Regions from separate parts of the Mus musculus genome. Here all the other regions are linked to region 1. Evidence: chromatin contacts called from public Hi-C and Micro-C data. All regions are on one chromosome and are shown on one strand. Each heading gives the region's core, a stretch centred on a gene start, on an enhancer-like site or on the middle of the called end of the contact. The rest is flanking DNA. Distances are from core to core; before and after follow the strand shown.

What was found. A called contact is a pair of places that touch in the nucleus more often than the background predicts.
Region 2: a Micro-C map of granulosa cells shows a contact between it and region 1, with 2.6 times the contacts expected there. The contact joins the enhancer-like site here to the promoter of 1700057H21Rik in region 1. A contact is called at or near these places in 12 of 484 Hi-C or Micro-C datasets (3T3-L1-derived adipocytes, the HL-1 cell line, adipose-derived mesenchymal stem cells and 6 more), 1 of 115 datasets of contacts at active chromatin or transcription factors (bone marrow-derived dendritic cells) and 1 of 9 other capture datasets (embryonic stem cells).
Region 3: a contact with region 1 is called in a Hi-C map of embryonic fibroblasts, with 2.9 times the contacts expected there. The contact joins the enhancer-like site here to the promoter of 1700057H21Rik in region 1. A contact is called at or near these places in 6 of 484 Hi-C or Micro-C datasets (the HL-1 cell line, adipose-derived mesenchymal stem cells, embryonic fibroblasts and 2 more) and 1 of 9 other capture datasets (embryonic stem cells).

Annotation. Positions count from the first base shown.
Region 1 is chr2:51,436,533-51,439,374 of GRCm38.p6, forward strand. It overlaps 1700057H21Rik (RIKEN cDNA 1700057H21 gene), which reads right to left and starts at 1,368. Exons shown (of 3, transcript NR_130155.1): 1 at 1,162-1,368. It overlaps Gm32434 (a long non-coding RNA gene), which reads left to right and starts at 1,460. Exons shown (of 5, transcript XR_374359.3): 1 at 1,460-1,534; 2 at 1,641-1,783; 3 at 2,102-2,157.
Region 2 is chr2:51,304,090-51,306,959 of GRCm38.p6, forward strand. No RefSeq gene overlaps it. Among named protein-coding and RNA genes, the nearest start is that of Gm13497, 64 kb to the left of the region's middle. Within about 2 kb of position 1,587, at least 64 of the 459 cell types and tissues checked have an H3K27ac peak or open chromatin away from gene starts, as enhancers often do. A contact at or near this core is called in adipose-derived mesenchymal stem cells, embryonic fibroblasts, granulosa cells and 1 more, where this site is marked.
Region 3 is chr2:51,277,670-51,280,605 of GRCm38.p6, forward strand. All of the region lies in intron 1 of Gm13497 (predicted gene 13497), which reads left to right. Among named protein-coding and RNA genes, the nearest start is that of Gm13497, 37 kb to the left of the region's middle. Within about 2 kb of position 1,577, at least 35 of the 459 cell types and tissues checked have an H3K27ac peak or open chromatin away from gene starts, as enhancers often do. A contact at or near this core is called in the HL-1 cell line and embryonic fibroblasts, where this site is marked.

The DNA of each region.
Region 1 (2,842 bases), core at 118-2,617:
CCTGTGGATTTGTTTCTAAATCGATTCTAACCACCTCGCCAACAGAGGAAAACTAAATACAGTTTACTTACAAATACATATATTTTTGTTACATCATTTCCACCCTTTTATAATTTAAGCATTGTCTCTGAAAAAGTGACAGGAGTAGGGGCTGGAGAGATGGCTGGGCTGTTAAGATCACTGGCTGCTCTCCTAGAGGACCTTGGTTGGATTCTCAGCAGAAGTCTCTGCAGCTCCAGTTTCAGGGTATTCTGCGCCCTCTGCTGGCCTCCACAGGCAGTGCATGCTCGTGGTACCCAGACAATGTCAGCAAAACACCCCCGCCCTAGTTTTGTTACTATAAATGTTTCTGCCTTACAAATACTGGTGATTTTCATCAATGATCTTGATGCTATATGCAGTTTTAAGAAATATTTTTCAATTTAAATAAAGTTAACAATTTGGAAAGTCAAAAAAAGAAAAAAAATAAACAGTGTCAAAGTGAGAACAAAACAACAGCATGGAAATCCTAGGATATTTTCAAAAGGGAAAACTCTTCAAACAGAAATCTACCCTCCTCTTCAGCCAGGCTAACCCCCAGATGCCCCCACCTCTCCTCTGCCCCAACCTCCACATTATAATATTCTCAACTGATAGCAAATAGAAGCAGGGGAAAAAAACAAAACAAAACAAAACACCACAACAGAATCTGCCTTTCAGTTCTAAGCACAGGCAATGGAGATGACAAAAGGAGTTCTGGACGTACTATATTGTACGTTGCTGTTTCACTAGGAGGACTGAATGCTGCTTCACTTCAAAGTGTCTCCTTTGTAAAGAAAGAAGTTTATTTGATGGCATGCTCAAGGCTTCTGTCTGTACTACGTTATCTTAGCACTGTTATGCCCAAGTCTCAGGGACCCCAAAGACTACCAAGGAGTCAATTCCGATGCAAACATACAGGGTCTTTAATGCGAGCAAGGACTCTCACCTGCACCATGACAATGGCTCAGAAATGAGTGGTTACAACAAGCTTGGCGAGTTTCCATACGGGTCAGCAAGTTAATATTTTTAAAACTGCATTTCTGACGTAATCTGTAGGAACCAGATACAGGGGCAAAACCACCTGACAAACAGGATGGCCAGATTTTCTATTTTCTGCAGGATGTCTTAGGTTATATGTACCTTGGCCCTGCCAGTGTAGCCTGACTGGCCGTTGCTAGGGGTAGGGTCCAGGAGTCCGGGCAGTTGCCGTATGATGTTCGCACAAGTGGTCTTCATGGCTTTCATCCTGGAATTGGAGTCAGGCCTCGTACAAACTGGAGCTTCTTCTTTAAAAAATGGAGTTGGTTGGGCTTTAGAGCACCACTTGTCAGTTCCTCCTAGGAATCCTTCTGGAAGCTACAAAGCACCCCTGCCTCTTTATTGGGCTATGTGACATCACAGAACATCTGCATCACACCCACTCCCACGTGATCGGCAAGTGCTGTGCGACAGAGAGAGGATGAAACACAACAAGGAGCGCAGGGCAGGGAGGATCTCCGTAGGGCTGAAGCCGGTGGGTCATGCTGCTTACTGTAGCTGGTTTTTGATTAGTCTGCGTTGCCCAGATGCTATTGCACTGGGTGGTAAAATGGCCTAGATTATTATCTCTGTGCCTCTAGGAGCTGGCACTTCACCTGCCTAACATGGAATGCTGCTTCTTAAATGGCGTTAGATTGGATTCTGGTGAATTAAGGACTGTTCACAAATCTGGAACAGAAACAAATGATCACTCCGTAACAAGAACTCCAAGGAACAAGTGATGGTAAGTCGGAGAGGGGAGGGTGGGACATTTTTCCCAACAGTCCAAGACAGATAATCCATTAAAGTCAAGTGGCTTGTGGCCAATGAGAGTTGTTAATACTACAGAGACTTGGCGAAACCATTTGTGGGTTTTCCATTTCAACACAGTATCTAACAAACATCAATTTACAGGCAACCTGGGCAGTGAGCAATAATTCCCCAAATGACCCGTCCCCAGCCCCCACCTCCCAAACACCTCCCACACATACACCCCATGCACACCCTGTGCCTTTGAGTGACCCCTTCCTTCCCAGCACTGAACTCTGTTTTTTCTGTTTAGCAATGAGTGCCCATCCTCTGCTCTTACCTCCGGGACCAGCAGCCAAGCAAACAACAGTAAGCGTCTATTTTAGTAGGATCAATACATTTCTAGATGTTGTGACTGCTGAGTGTGACCCCATGTTCTCAGGCATAGTGGAAGGGATTGCATCTCTGAGCAAGAGAACACACAATCACAGGACATCTTAGGAACCAAGGAACTGGACTTTTAAAAATGTAAACTCTATGTAGTTAGAATTTAATCCAGCTCAGGGGATGGCAATCTGACTCCTGATGTGTCTTCCCTTACCTCTAGATACTTAAGCAGAAAGCAGTCTTAAGGTAGGGTAACATGAAATCCATGTTAACCTCTCAAGACAATGATGTGAGAATTTCATCTTATCTTTAAGAAAATGACATGTAACCTTTCATATATGCTTCTCTATTAGATAGTAACAAAAATATAAATAACAGATTGTCCTAAAACCAACTGGAATAGACAGGATAAGGGAGTCTCAGTTTCACCTTTGCCCTTGACTTTGACCACACTTCCCTCTCCACCCACATACATGTTTCCCTGCCTTTTCTTCCTGCCTCTCTTTCTTACCTCACTTACCCCTGAACTGTGACTAACTGGCAAACCACAGGGCTTGCAGAAACAGCTCTCTAAAGTCCTGGTCTCACAGTTATTAGATGAGATTACTCCAGCAAACCTAAGCCATGGGCATGAAAACGAGAACAGCCTCCAACTGAAAGTTTCACA
Region 2 (2,870 bases), core at 337-2,836, 130 kb before region 1:
CTTGCATACAAAAAATTCAGGTATATCTGGAAAGTTTAGAAATATATTAGCTTTTTGTGCATCTCTCCTAAGATGTGCCAGGGACCTAATATTTTACCTGCAGTTTTCCCAGTTGTCAACTTTATTTCTTCTTTCACGTCCTTTTTCTTTGCATGAGAATGTCCAGGGTCACTTACTCAATTCATATTTTTACAGGTATAATTCACTGTCCATTTTAGTAGCTTGTATTAGTTGCTTTTCTTTTTATTTTATTTTTTCTCATTAAGTCACCTATTCCATCTATTTCCTTGGGTTTATAATACACATTCTTTGTTCCTTATTTTCTCTGCTATCCTCCACACACAGCATACATGCTCTAGAATGTTTCTTTGCTCAGTGTTGATTCCAGAAAATGCAACTACCTGCCTTATTTGAGAGCATAGCTGGGTGGGCTCTCTCTCTCTCTCTCTCTCTCTCTCTCTCTCTCTCTCTCTCTCTCTCTCTCTCTCTCTCTGTGTGTGTGTGTGTGTGTGTGTGTGTGTGTGTGTGTGTGTGGTGTTGATAGAGATACCTCCAAGGACAAGAGGTAAAGCACAGCCTAATTCATATTCAGCAGAGTCGTTTCTTTGGCAGCTGAAACAAACCTGCAGAAGTCCTGCTGTCACAGAAACAGACTCAGACACCCACCCCTGGCTCGTCCACCTGCACATACACTCAAGGGAGATTGTTCTCCTGGCTTTCGGATTACAGCTCCCTCACAGTGGGCTGTATCGCAGCCATGAGTCATGAGAAGCTGAAAGAGTCAAGGCCTGGTGATGCTTATAGGAACCTTTAGTGGGCAGAACATAATTACAAAATCCAGCCCTAAGTGCTATTTCTCATTATTTATCTTCCAAACTGCCTCCTCTGCCTCAGCACAACGTGACAAAAGGCCCTGGCTCATCTGAGTGACTGGAGAACGTGCTGCTTTGTTTGGTGAGATATTCTGGATCCTAAGTGCGGCTGGCTCTCTGGTTTGTGAACCTTGATCAGCAAGTGCTCTGCATTTCTCTGGTAGTCTTTGGAAACAGGTATGTAGATGATTCACAAGACTATTGAAGGTCTTTAAAAAAATGACAGATGAATCATAGAAAAGACGACTAGAGCAGTACAAAAAAAAAAGCTGAAAATGTTCTGCTTGTAACCACCCATCCTTAGTAATTATTCATTTGGGGAGAAAAAAAAATGGATTCACTTATTTTCACTTCCTGACATTAAAATGAACTATGAATGAACCTTCTTCTTCTTTTTTAAAAAAATAGTTGTTGTGTCTTGTTGCTTATTCATAAAAAGATGGAACTGTTTTCTACTGAGTGGTTTTCCTGTGATAATAATAAGCTTATCATTAGTTTGAATTTTCAACTCAAGTGTTCTCATCAAAGACGGCTGTTGAACAGAATGAGAAATTGTTGTCCCTTCCTGAGATTTTCTCAGCTCTCACCGGAAACATGCTCCCGCAAACACTGACCCAGCTCAACCCCACTCCGTTTCTCAGAGCAGATGAGGTCATGTCCTGGTGTGGTGGCGCTCTGCACTGCAGTCTCAATCATTTGACCATTGCTGGCATAAAAAAATGGGACCCAGGATTTTAGATTACACAGCCATCTAACAGAGGAGGGTACTGTCTGTACGGGGAACACTACATGATTCATTTTTTCTTAGAAAAAAAAATTAAAGTCATATTTCTTTGATGTGTCAGCAGTGTTGACTGAAAGCAGATTGCAGATTCTTTGTACTCAACTAGAGGGAGAAATCCAGGGAGGGAAAGCAAGAGAGCAAATGTGAGGTTTCTCTTCAATCAAGCAGGGTTAGCGCTGTTTCTAGCAAATTCACCTAAATCAAGTGCATAGCTCTTGGAATGTAATAGTGTAACCTAATGATGCTCACAGAGAGGCCATAGGAAGAGGAAAATGAGAAGAGAAATAATTATTCTTGTCTGTCTAGGGAGAGAAATGCATGGGGAGGGGACACACAGAGCCTGAAATGTTGGTGTGCAGTGGGAATACAAGGACGCACATTGAGAGCTACAGGAAGAGGAAGAGATCATTCCCGAAATAATTTGGAAGTAGGACCAGAGGCTATACCGAGGCTCTCTGTTATCTTTGTTCTTCCTCTCGCGTCATTCTACTGGGATCCCATCAGGCTCTCTACAAAGATGCACAATGTCTATGGACAATAAACATTACACCTGCCCGAGAGTGGGGGGAAATTAGCCCACTAAACACAAGAAGTTCAGCTGTGCCATCCCTAAAGCTTTCTGGGAAAGAATGGCTTGGAGCTATGGAAGAACATAGGCATTTTCTGGAGGCAGAAGGAAGGGTAGTGACTCATCTGCTTCCTTTATATGGAAATTATCCTCTGTGTCCCCTTGGGCTGCAAGGATTCCCATAGTTGAGGATTGCTACTGCCTGATAATGTCTCCTAGAACAGCATCACTGTGCTGTAGTCTTTTATTCACTTAGAAGCTTCAATGCCTGTGTCTTCCTTCTTTGACTATCACTGATTGTGCCCTCAAACCAAGGGTGAAACAAACCTAGGGATGATTTCTAAGGTCTGCACACTCTGGTACCAGAAAGATACTGGGAGTTCCAGGAACTCCTTGGAAAACAACCAAGTATGCAGATGTAACAAGGTAGTTGCTGTTTGATCTCTGAACAATACACACTTTCTCTAACTAAGATGGCCAGCTCACCCAGGGCTCAAAAGACAGCCTGCTATATGCAATTAGAATCTTACTGAAAAGTAAGAGAATTAACAGAGTGGATTTAGCTGATTGCAGCAAATCACAACTAAGGTAATGAACTTGAATGCATGGTAAACAACACGACTTTCTACCAGCTGAGTTAGATGCA
Region 3 (2,936 bases), core at 327-2,826, 160 kb before region 1:
TGCCCCTTGCAGCCTTGGGTCACATGGAAATCATGGGAATTACTCTTTACATTCTCCTATCTCCAATCTGTAAAATCAACAAGGAAGAAGGAGCTTGTTGGCCTCTATCTGCCTTCTGATTCTTCAGGGGAGCTAGTCTGAATCCACTGTGGCTGTAAATAAATGCCCATTGGAGACACTCCTCAGCCACCAGTGCCTGTGAGCTTTGCAATTTACCATAGAAGACAATTTAAAATGGCATTTAAACATAATATTCAATAGGGTTTAAGCTGTGATTGTGAACAGAGTCATTATACCTCGCTTGACCCTCCAGCTACCATGAATGATCAGCCTTTGAATATGGATGGAACGGATGAGCCCTTGAGCTATGCATGCAGCCTTGTTCTTTTACCTTGCATTCTGCAAAATGTCACCAGCTTTATCTTTCTCAAACACTCTCTGACTCAGAAACATTACTAGCTACGTATTATTTGTTCAGAAAAGGCTGAACTTCCTATGTCAGTGTTGTTAACCTTGCACAAGTATTAGAATTAGCTGGTGAGTATTTTGCTCACGAAAGCCTTGGCTATTTGAATTGAAAGTTCCAGACTGTGAGAGGTAGGTGTTGGCATTCTTTTTAAACCTCTTTATTTAATGTTAATATGCAAATAGAGTCAAGATCCACCATCTTTGAGGATGTTTCTAGAAATCTGGATCGAAAATGGCAGGGACAGATGTGTAACATATGGAATAAGAAGGAGAAAGCCAAGCCAATTGAGGTGCTGATGTCTTAGGAATGAGGAAGATACAGTTTTTACTCACTAAGTAAAAATGGAAAATGAGCCCCACAGTCATCCATTGCTGGCTACAGTTACTTACTTAGCCCCTCCTGGGGCAGTTCTATCAGATTCTGGCAGCGTTGCAAGCAATGCATAGTGTCATACTGGTGTCTTGTTAAGTCACTGCATGCTGGGCTCATGTACCCCAACTCTGCCTCCTAAGGGATAAGAACTCGACGGACAAAGTTTTATTGGCTTATAATTTTCCCCTAGCATAAATATGAAGAGGAAGACAGAGTCTTGTATGTTATGGCTACTCATAGGCTGCCCCTCCTTCCCGCTCTGGAAAAGATAAATTGTCACAATTTATGTCATATTGTGTAAGTGCCGGCAGTTCTGTTCCAACGTGAAACAGACCCCTGAAAGGGCAAATGGTCTCTCTGAGAGTGGGCAGAGACAGCTATCACCCCTAACTCATTTTAGGGGGTTTTGGCATCTATGTTTGGCCACAAGACCTGGGGTGGCTTTATCAAAGCACTTTATGACTGTGCTTTTGAAAATGTTCTTCTCTAGTCATCATTATGAGGTAATGTATTAGGTAATGTCTTGAGCAATAGCCAGAAGGCTAAAATGTCAGCTTTACTGCTCACATACCTGAGAATAACAATGTTGGTTATTATTTTTAAACTACAGCATCATTGAAATGCCTCATAAAGAGAAATTAATAGTGACAACTGTGTCTCTGTATTAAACATAGCTCTATTGGGGGAAAAAGCCTAGGTTACTCACTAATACTTGTTAGGATTCCTCTCTATCTCACCCCATCCACCATGTACTCTTCGTCTCAGCCCTCACAGCCAAGTTCAAATTACCCAGCTCTCTCTAATATCCACAGGTAAGTTCCAATCACACTGATTTTCAGACTCCAAATTTAATCTCAAGGATTGTCATAAAATACGTTATAAATGACAAGAAACCAAATGTCAGAACATAATTCAAAACTTAGCACGTAGACTGGAAAAACGATGTTTTGAAATCTCGAAATCCAAATAAAGGATGTTAGTTACAAGGGCTAAATATGTATACATAGCAGTCCAGGGGAGAATTTAGGATGTCTGCCAAGGTGAAGTTTTTTTTTAAATTCATCAAGTTCTTTACCAATGAGTCATTCTTTAACCAGAGTGAAGACCAATGGAGATTTTCAAAATCTCTAATTTAGTTTAGTGGTACAACTTAATGTGTTCCTGCTGGCTTTTGCTCCCTCCAGTCTTTCTTTGAAAAGATTTATTTATTCATTTTACATATATGTGTTCTTTGCTTGCATATTTATCTGTGCCACACATATGTGCAATGCCCAAAGATGTAAGAAGAGAGATCACATCCCTGGGAACTAGAATTATAGACTATTGTTAGCCATCCTGTGGGGGCCCAGAGCTAAACAAGAGTCCGCTGCAGGAGCAGCCTGTGCTCTTAGCCAGTGAACGCTCTCAACAGCCCCTCACACCAGATGTTAAAGACTGCTCCTTTATTGGCAACACACATGCCTTGACCTAGCCATGAAACCAGCTAACCTTTTGTTTTTGCCAGTTGTGTTTTATATGAAATGATGCACTTAGACAGGAGAGTCTTACAGGCTGATCACTACTCTATGCAAGACCAAAAGACATAACAGATATAATTCTGCAGCAAAGACCGTTGGAAAATAGCCAACCGCAGTATTAAGAACATGGACTAACATTCAGTTTATCTCCTCTCAGAATTCCAAGAAGCAACAAAACTTAAAGACAAACACCTGCCTTAGAAAATGAGGGTGCCAGGAAGGAAATGAAAACAAAAAATAAAACAAAAAACAATCAAACAAACAAACCAACAAACAGAACACTAAAATTATATACATATCCATCCATTTATATCTTCCTGGTTTTTATTAAGTATGTGTCATCAATGCAGAGTGGATTTTTTAATTTTATGTTTAATGAGTCCTAACTAGAAATCACCCTTGTAAGAAAAACTATGACTTCAAAGGCAATTTGGTTATTTCTTCAGACCAATCTCTTTCAGTGTTTAAAGCTAAACATTAATATTCAATAAAATATGAATTAAGTATATTCTATCAACAAACCATATTCTATTTGTTAATAAATACAAAATAGCATCTGGAGTTGTTGATGCTGAGAG